2 separate regions of the Dromaius novaehollandiae genome follow, and region 2 is linked to region 1. A link is a contact called in public Hi-C data. All regions are on one chromosome and are shown on one strand. The core of a region is the stretch at or near the end of the contact, and the rest is flanking DNA. Distances in the headings are between cores, read along the strand shown. Region 1 holds the start of ZPBP (zona pellucida binding protein). Region 2 overlaps IKZF1 (IKAROS family zinc finger 1).

What was found. A called contact is a pair of places that touch in the nucleus more often than the background predicts.
Region 2: a Hi-C map of ovary shows a contact between it and region 1, with 3 times the contacts expected there. The contact joins the enhancer-like site here to the promoter of ZPBP in region 1.

Annotation. Positions count from the first base shown.
Region 1 is chr2:64,491,178-64,495,451 of bDroNov1.hap1, forward strand. ZPBP (zona pellucida binding protein) reads right to left here and starts at 2,455. Exons shown (of 8, transcript XM_064505474.1): 1 at 2,374-2,455. The coding sequence starts at 2,455. It overlaps SPMIP7 (sperm microtubule inner protein 7), which reads left to right and starts at 3,221. Exons shown (of 11, transcript XM_064505476.1): 1 at 3,221-3,226; 2 at 3,651-3,698; 3 at 3,700-4,174. The coding sequence starts at 3,221.
Region 2 is chr2:64,643,468-64,647,741 of bDroNov1.hap1, forward strand. It overlaps IKZF1 (IKAROS family zinc finger 1), which reads left to right. Exons shown (of 7, transcript XM_026102319.2): 7 at 1-1,617. The region is part of intron 4 of FIGNL1 (fidgetin like 1); the gene reads right to left. Among named protein-coding and RNA genes, the nearest start is that of FIGNL1, 21 kb to the right of the region's middle. Within about 2 kb of position 2,129, at least 1 of the 2 cell types and tissues checked has open chromatin away from gene starts, as enhancers often do.

The sequences.
Region 1 (4,274 bases), core at 1,205-3,704:
ACAGAAGAAATACTGGGACAGCAATGTTTTAGTAAATATATGCTGAAAACCTGCTTATAGCTTTCCCTCCTTGTCAGTGAGTAAATGAACTTTAAGCTTCACCTCTAATCTTACTCATGGAAAAGACCTTAAATTTATGAAGAAATTAGTGAAACTCAATCATAACCAGATGGGAGAATCAAAAGATCTGCATACATATGCACACCAACGTACAAATTAATCTAATTTTACCAGACTTCCATTCAAGAAAGCCTATGAGATGGAGCTTGCTCACAACTCAAAACCTCACTAAGGAGCAGAGACCGTCACGTCAGGGCATTCCCAGCGCTGGAGCTGAGAGGCTGTGCAACCAAATTTCCCAATCGGTGGCAGCTGACCGCTGCAGTTATGCGCTGTGGATAAAGATCAGCAATATTATACCACAAGTGTGCAGTCTGGATGTCCTTGTTCAGGACTACTTCAGCACTTCACAGCCTTTTCAGCAGAGAGATACAGGGAGCTCTTAGAGCCCAGCAGCAACGTTACCAGCGACTCGCTGCCGACGCAGCTCACAAAGTGTTTGACTCCCTCAGGCACGAACCCTCCTTAGTACCTCGAAAGGAGAAACGTCCCTCTCTCTCACGCTCACTGTGCCTTTTTGAGGAAAAACATTACTTGGATAATCCTTTCGTTTCCATCTCCGCCTCCACATAAGGAAAGTAAAATTAATCCCAGTGGTGTATATGAGGGGGAAAAGCACGAGCAGATTTAGAAGAGAAAACGCAGGGAAAAGCTGAATGTAAACTGGCACAGCCTTCCTGGCCAAGTCCCGTGTCACGAGGCAGCGCATCTGCACAACCACCCCAAAGGGCCACGCAGAGTCAGCGCCGGCGGCCTCAGCCAGGGACGCACGTGTGGCGTGTAAACAGTGAACGAACGGGGGCAGGGACAAAGGCCAACGCGGGCAGTGAGCTCGGGGACGCCTACGGCAGCCACCCCCGCCTGTCCACCCGGCGCAGGCACGGAGACACGGCCGAGCACGCTACCTGCGGCGGGTGCCCGCAGCAGGACGAGCACGAGCGCGAGGAGGTGGCCAGCGGCGGCCGTTGCCCCGCGGCGGGGCCGCGCCCCTCCGCGCGCCGCGCGCCACATCCCCCTCACCAAGCCGCCCGCGCCGCCCCCCGCCGGCCGTTAGCGGCCCCCAACGGGCGCCGTTGCCGTGGGGACGAGCGCGGGCCGGGCCGCGGCTGCGGAGAGGGGAGGTGGGGCGCTGCCGCCTCCGGCCTTCCCTGCCGTGACCTGCGGCGGGGCTTTCCCAGCCCGGAGAGCCGGGCTCTGGCCAGAGCGGGTAGGGGCCGGCTTTCACATCCTCAAACCTCAGGGAAACATCTGTGGCGGCAGCAGGTCCGCCCTACATCCTCCCAGCCGCCTGCTTGTACATGGTGAATCCCGATCCAGTAACGCCGAGGCACTTCGGTGTGCACCGTGGAGACCCCCCTCCCCCCCCCCCCCCCCCCCGCCCAGGGCTTGCGATGGGCACCCTGACCCAGAGAGTGCACTTGGGGGTGGCAGAAGGCACGGGGGACTCGCTTCATGCTCGGTGCAGTTGTTCCTCTAAAAAAAGATAGAAGTTTCCATTGCAAAACCGAAGAACTGTGCTGATCTAGTCAATGTTAAGGGCATTTATAGCCGTGGTCATGATCACACTGCAAAAAAGGCAGTTAAAGTGGGATCCCAGGAAGTTTGCATGTTTCTGTGGCCCTAAAGATAGTTAATTCCTGATAGGTTAGAGAAGGGAATTCTGCATCAGAAAATTTGGTATGTTCTAACTGTGCCAGGGAAGAAAAATAGCTGCTTACCTCCAAGAAAAAAAAAAAGCCTGTTCCATAGGAATCGGAGGGCAAAGTGAAAGGTAGACATCTGGTTAAAAATAGTAGTTTAGGCATATCACCAGCTCCTCCAAATACCTCTTTAAAGCATGAATTGCTTCTGAAAATTGTCAGTAGAAATAATAAAGCCTTGCTTGGCCAGTTTGCCCCCCAGGATAATCTGGAAAGAATTTCTGTCACCAAAATCCAGGAAGACGTTTTAATTATATTCCACTCGGCAAAATCAATGCAACAAAACATGAATAATCCTCGGATGCTTCTCCATCTTGTGCCTTAGCTGGGTCCCATGCCATAGTCTCTCCTGCCTTCACTTTCTAAAGCTTTCTAGGAGAAAGTAAGCAGTGGGGAAAAGGTTGATTTGAAACACTGGATGTTATTTCTAATGTATTAACTGGATATATTTGGTATGGAGATTACAGAGTGTAAGTAAATATAGACTCCAATGTGGCATTTTGAAGGCTCGTTACAGGCAAAAGCCAAACTTGTTAAGTATCTTTTCACTAACCTGAATACAGTTCTGTGATAGAAAGCGAACACAAGATGTGCTTTCGTATTGCTGGCTTAGCCTTGTGATGCTGGGACTGCATGTTGTCAGCTGTGCCTTTCTACCCGTTTTGGTTCTTGTGACCTATATAAAGAAAGCTGTCTTAGTAATAAAGGAAGCTTTTTTATTGTTTTTTTGCTTCATCAACAAACTACTCCAAAGGGAAACCACCGCGAATTCTAAGTTATGGAGCACAATTTGTTATTTTTATAGACCTGTACTGTAATAAATGTTAGGCCAATTTCTGATCTTGTGTTGATCAAGAACAAGTTAGGAATTCGGTGAAGTTACATCCATGCGAGACTAACGTAAGTGAGAGAAAGATCAGGCCTTGTGCATATAATTTATCCTAACATGGCCATAAAGTAAAGGCCCTGTAATCTGAATTGAACTGTCCAGATAAACATAGCTTGATTTTTTTCAAAGTGCCAAACCTTTGCAGGTGGCACTGAAGTCATGCAGAGAAGACGTCTGTAAATGTGACCACTTTTGTTTAGATTTCTTAATAAAGATGATCCCAGAGCCTGGGATTACGAAATGAGTGCTGCGTATTCTGACCCGAGCCTCTAATGGATTTGCCAACCCAAGAGAACAAATGGTAAAACTCTGGAGGAAATTAAGCAGCATGGAAGATTGTGAAGTCACGTGTGTAAATGTGATTTACTTACTCCAGGTAGTAATTATAATTTTTCTATATCTGCATTTATGTGCCATTGTATTTGATAGATTTTTTGTGTTAAATATATTTCAGTGCAGTTCATATTTTTTGTCTAAATATGAATGGACTAGCTTATTTTAAAATAGTTCGATGAAGGTACTGTATCATTCTTGGAAAAATTGAAAGTTGCTTAATTTTGGCTGTCATAGACGAATAAGTAGTTGTAGTGTCATTTCAAGTTGCTAACTATGTTCCCTTGAAGGACTAGATTAGTGTGGTACCTGTGAACCATGTTATATACCATGAAACATCTCATTGTGAGGTGGTTTGTCTTGTTACCAAGCAACAAAAAAGATTCTGTTCATTTGAGAGCTTCATTCTTTTTTGTACCCTACCTGATAAATCTCTTTTCAGGAGAGAAGTCACTATTTAAACCGCTGCCTTGCTCTTTTATGGTTTCTTTGCACTGATCTTCTGGACGATGACCTCTAGTTTTACTGTGGTTTATTAGATAGGACTTCAGAAAACTGAAGAAATGGGAGTGGAGTCTTTTAAGTTTGCTGCTATATAAGAACGACAGAAGAGAATGACCATGGTTTCCCATGGAGCTGAAAGGCAGTAAGGTGCCTTTTACAAAGTCTCATATGTCAGCTAAAGCACTTAACAAGATGGATCGCCAGCAGTATCGAAATCTGTTAAAGAAGAAGATGTGCATGCCTTTTGTGAGAGGTTCTGAGGACAGACATGATTTTGCCAGCTTTGAAGAGAAAGACAGTAATTCTTTCCTTAAATTCCATCTGTACACCTCTCCAGGAGAGCTGAATTACCCTTTATTCCCACATCGGGATTATGTGTCTTTAGTAGATCCTTGCTCAGGTTTTGTGAGTCCAGGAGCTGATGCTGAACTGCAGCCCAACATTGGAAGAGCTATTGAATCCCTGGTGGACTACAGTGATGTGAAACCTCACCAGCGGGTCCCCATCTCAGGAAAGAGAGGCCAGACTGCCCACAGGAGGCAGATGATCCTCCTGGAGGAAATCAGCCAGGACAGAAGATGGAACTCCAGGGACGTGTCAGCCGCTTCTATCAGGGCACAACTTGGAGGTAAAGCAAGTTATTAATTTTATTTATAATCACAAAAAAATTCATGATGCTTAATAAATAAATAAAATTAGTTTCTGAACACTATTCTCCAAGTTTCCGA
Region 2 (4,274 bases), core at 879-3,378, 150 kb after region 1:
AGTTGTTAGTACATATTAGGTAGGATAGTACATACAAGTGCACCAATGCCAGAAAAAAAAAAGGGGGGGGTGGGCTAGTATAAAGTACAGGTCCAGTGCTGAGTACCACCCCCTCCCATGGTATTATAACTTAATTACCAAAAGAGATATTATAGCTTGATGCCTTCCAGCCAAAGATATTATGGAGGTAAGGCCTCAAAAGATTTGCGGGCTACTATCATGCCCCAGCTAAGGTTTCATCATGGCTGTTACTGATTCAGCTTCAAAACACACTGTACGCAGCTACCTGGAAGTAGCATTTAAATAAGTTGTATAGGCGTGATGTGCAGAAGACCTTCAAAGAAAGGGCTTTCAGTGATAAGATTTTTTTTTCAATTAAAGTTTAAATTATTTCGTTTTTCATAGTTGGCAAGGATAAATTCATCTGTTCTTCCCTCCTCTCACCTTTCCAATGTGTATGACCAAGAAGGGACTTGGTAATGTCTTAGCTCCTCTTCAATGACATCTGATGAGACTATAGAGAAACACGCTGCTTTTATTACTGTTACGCCACTTTTCTACTGCTCTTAGATTTAGGCCACTATACATGCCACGCCGTAATTTTTTTTACACTTCATTTTGGGGGAGAGCTGATTTGGGAGGTTGTTTGTTTTGAACTAAAATAAAATCAAAAAAACCCCAGAAGTAAAACCACATTCATTATTCGTGTAAACAGGCATAGCTCCAGTGGAGTTTAAAACTGTCTTGGACTTAGCCTTTAAGTATGGGTTGAAAAAATATTGGTATTTTAAATATCATTTCTGATTACTGGATGGATTCACTGCCTTGGCATTTGTATGCACACATGCACGTGTGTGCCTGAGGTTCTGTGTCACTTTTCTTGTTGACATGCACATGCCAGTATCTGTGGTTGTGTGTATCTTTTTTTTTTCTTTTGTATCTATCTATCTATCTGTATATAGAAAATGGTTTGTACCACATGATGATGCACTGTCAGTTGCAGTGGATTTGTTTCCTGGGTCTGGAGTTTTCCTATTTATACTATAACACAATATGTTGATGTTGTATATTAAACAGTACAGTAGTATAAGTAAATTTATTACGATACAGTGTATCAGAGGGTATAGGCAGGAGCAAACAAAACAGCATTCCTTGTTTGTAAAGGGGCTCTTTTTTGTTGTTGTTTTGGTTTGGTTTGCACAAAATCATCTTCAAATTATTTGGCAACAAATGTTTCAATAATTTTATTTATGAACATGTGAGGAAGGCATGAAAATATGCTGTTTTTGTGTGTACATCTAAAAAAATTGTGCCCTTAGAAAACTAGTTTAGTGTTATCTCCCTTTTTCTCTCTTATGTGCTGGTGCAATACCCTATATGGTTTAGCTCAACCCTAAAAGGAGTGAATATGATGAATGGCTTTAAGTTTATATCTGTTTTTAAAAAGAACTGCTTCCCAACCCTTCCCTGGCACTGCCTTTTCTAATAGAAAAGTTGTATTTACACACTTTTTTTTTTTTGCTGTGATTTTATATTGTAACTTCATTTTTCTTTGAGAACATTGTATTTAAAAAAAATCAAGCAAATTTCATAAAAATTTGAAATGCAATTAACTTATGTCTGCAAAGTGAGATGTGTCTTTTAAGACAAGAGAGGATGGAGCCCCCTCGGTGCCGGCCTGACGCAGCCGTGGGCCCGTGGTGGGGGGGACGTGCCCACCCCAGGGCAAATCCTGGTGGCTTCAGCGCTGCTGCCTCTCTGGCAGGGTCCTGGGGGCGGCGTGGGGGGCCACAAGCAGGAGGGGTGAGTGGTCTCACCTAGAAGGCGACTGTGCTTGCTGGAAAGGGAGAATAATTAAAAGCGAACAAACCAAAAGAGGTGCATTCAGCTTCTTTTGCAGACTAGTTGGGTTTGAGAAGCCTTTGAGCTCTTTTGCCACAGGACACAAGGAAGGGGCCACCTACAGCTGAAGCAAGATGCAGGGACAGGAAAATGTTATGGTCTGGTGCAGCAGCCCCGAGCTGCCACTGTCTGCATGTGGGAGTAGCTGAAGAGCAAATCCTAAAGCTGCTGCAGCCTCGCCACCGTGCCCCCGGCCACAAAAGCCACACTGCTGCTGCAAGTGGCTGCTGCACGCTGCTGCCTGGCCAGGGCTCTGCTCTAGCCTCTCGCCCAGGAGCAAGGCAGGGTCACTGCAGGATGCAGCTACTCCTGCTTGCAGAGTCACGGCAATTCAAAATGCACCACGGAGGAATTACCTCTACTACCTACTGTAACAAAGATGATTTCTCTGTGTCTCTGGCTCTTTCAGGGTCCATCACAGGCAATTTCCTAACACACGGTTAAGGGAAACAGGGATCATTGCTTTGTTTAGCAAAAGCACAGTTTATAAAGTTTTAGAAACACTTTTGTTAGTAACACTTTATGAACAAAATGAGATGAAAGAAAAATTTTCTAATGGTATTATAATCATTAATTCTAACAAGTTCCCCAAAATCTAGATTTTTCCCAAGTTATTGTGATACAGATTGATCATAAACTATAGCCACTCTTTAAGAAGAGAGGTTTTAATGTACTAATTTTTTGTGCACCATAATAGATAGCTTTTAGTAAAATGAACTACAAAATTCTGTTTCAGCAGAAACGATCGATGTTATTAAATCCTGGAACTTCAGTAGAGACATCCACAGATTTAAATGAAAGGTTGTGCAGCTAAAAACATATCCTGCGTATCTATTATGTTTCAAAGACTTTCTTTGTAATCATCTTTATTGGTATTTTTTGCTAGCCCCTTATCTTGATTAAATTGCATTGGAAATTGCTGTAGGTGCAAAGACGTGAAGTATTACGTAGATGCAAACATACAACTATGAGGAGTGAGTATTTTCAGCCTTGTGCCCCCAAACAGGCTTCGCAATCGGCACATAGGCATCGAAACATCAAACCAGTAGCTAAACATGTTCAGCAACCAACATTTTCTAATCAGTCTTTGCAAGCAAGATATACACTAAAACACCCCAGATTCTCTTAGTAGATATCAAAATAAGAACTCAGAGCCAGACTTGGAGCACATAGATCTGATAACGCAACACTTTCCTATTTTTTTCTGTGTAGGAAAAAAATGCATGCAGTCAATATTTTATTAGGGGAAAACTGGTGAGCAACAATGAGAATATCACATTGTTTCTGGCAGCTTGTGAGCAGAGCTGGTCAAAAGTATAGGAGAGAGAGAAAAGGTTTCACTGAAAGGTTCAAGTTTTCAGGAGCTGTGGCAAACTGAAAGCTGAAAATGCTGCAACTAGAAATGAAAATATTTGATTTCTGAAAAATCTGTTCCTGTTTTGTCTGGAGAGTTGGTGCTCCAGGGCATCTGTATCTGCTATGGGCCAACTAAGCCCTGTCTTCCATCAAGAAACAATCTGCAGCCTGGCTGGAAGGAAAATGGTGCATGAGAGCAACTTCTGGCCCTGATGCATCATTAAAGCCAAAAAAAGTTAACTGGGGAGACATGGCCTGCAGAAGGCAGTGGAAGTCTTCATTTAAAAAGGAGTCTCCTCATCCATTTCACATATAGAAAAGCCAGCGTTTTAAATTTTTGGCCCACCTTTTCCATTAGTTGCATAGGCCTTGAATTTTCAGGGCTGCTGAGCATACAATTCTCATTCAAATCACCGGGAGCTACAGACACGTGGCACTTCTGAAAATCCTGCCACAGGTGCCGAGAGATGGATATTCAAAAAAAGGAGGGCCAAACTTTATCAGAATTTCTTTGAAAATGGGATAGCTTTTTCTCCTCAGAAATACAGGAGTGAGATATCCAAAGCCAGGCTTCAGACAACAGGAATTCACAGGCCCTTATGCATCATGTTTATACAAACATGGTGAAATATTTGGGTGAAATTATACTCCTCGCTGAACGAACAAACCCCTATTAACTGCAGTGAGACTTTGCTGAATCAAGCATTTAGCCTTATAATTTTTTCTTTGTTTATTTAAAGTAACAGCTCACTGCTTTAAAGGATGTCCCAGGTCACAGAATGATTCCCAGTTTTATCTGTCCCAACCACACATATTGAACATGCGAGTGATAGAGGGCAGCTGCTGCTGGTTCTGCTGCTGGTGGCGGCTGCAAATCACACAAACCAACGCCTTCCTGTCCCTTGGGAGAGAAGTGAAGGTTCTGGTTTATAAGCAGTTAGACAAAAAAAAAAAAAATCTACACCTTGCAGCAGACAGTAAGCCTGGGGCTGGTGGGGTGAGGAAGTTAATCAGCA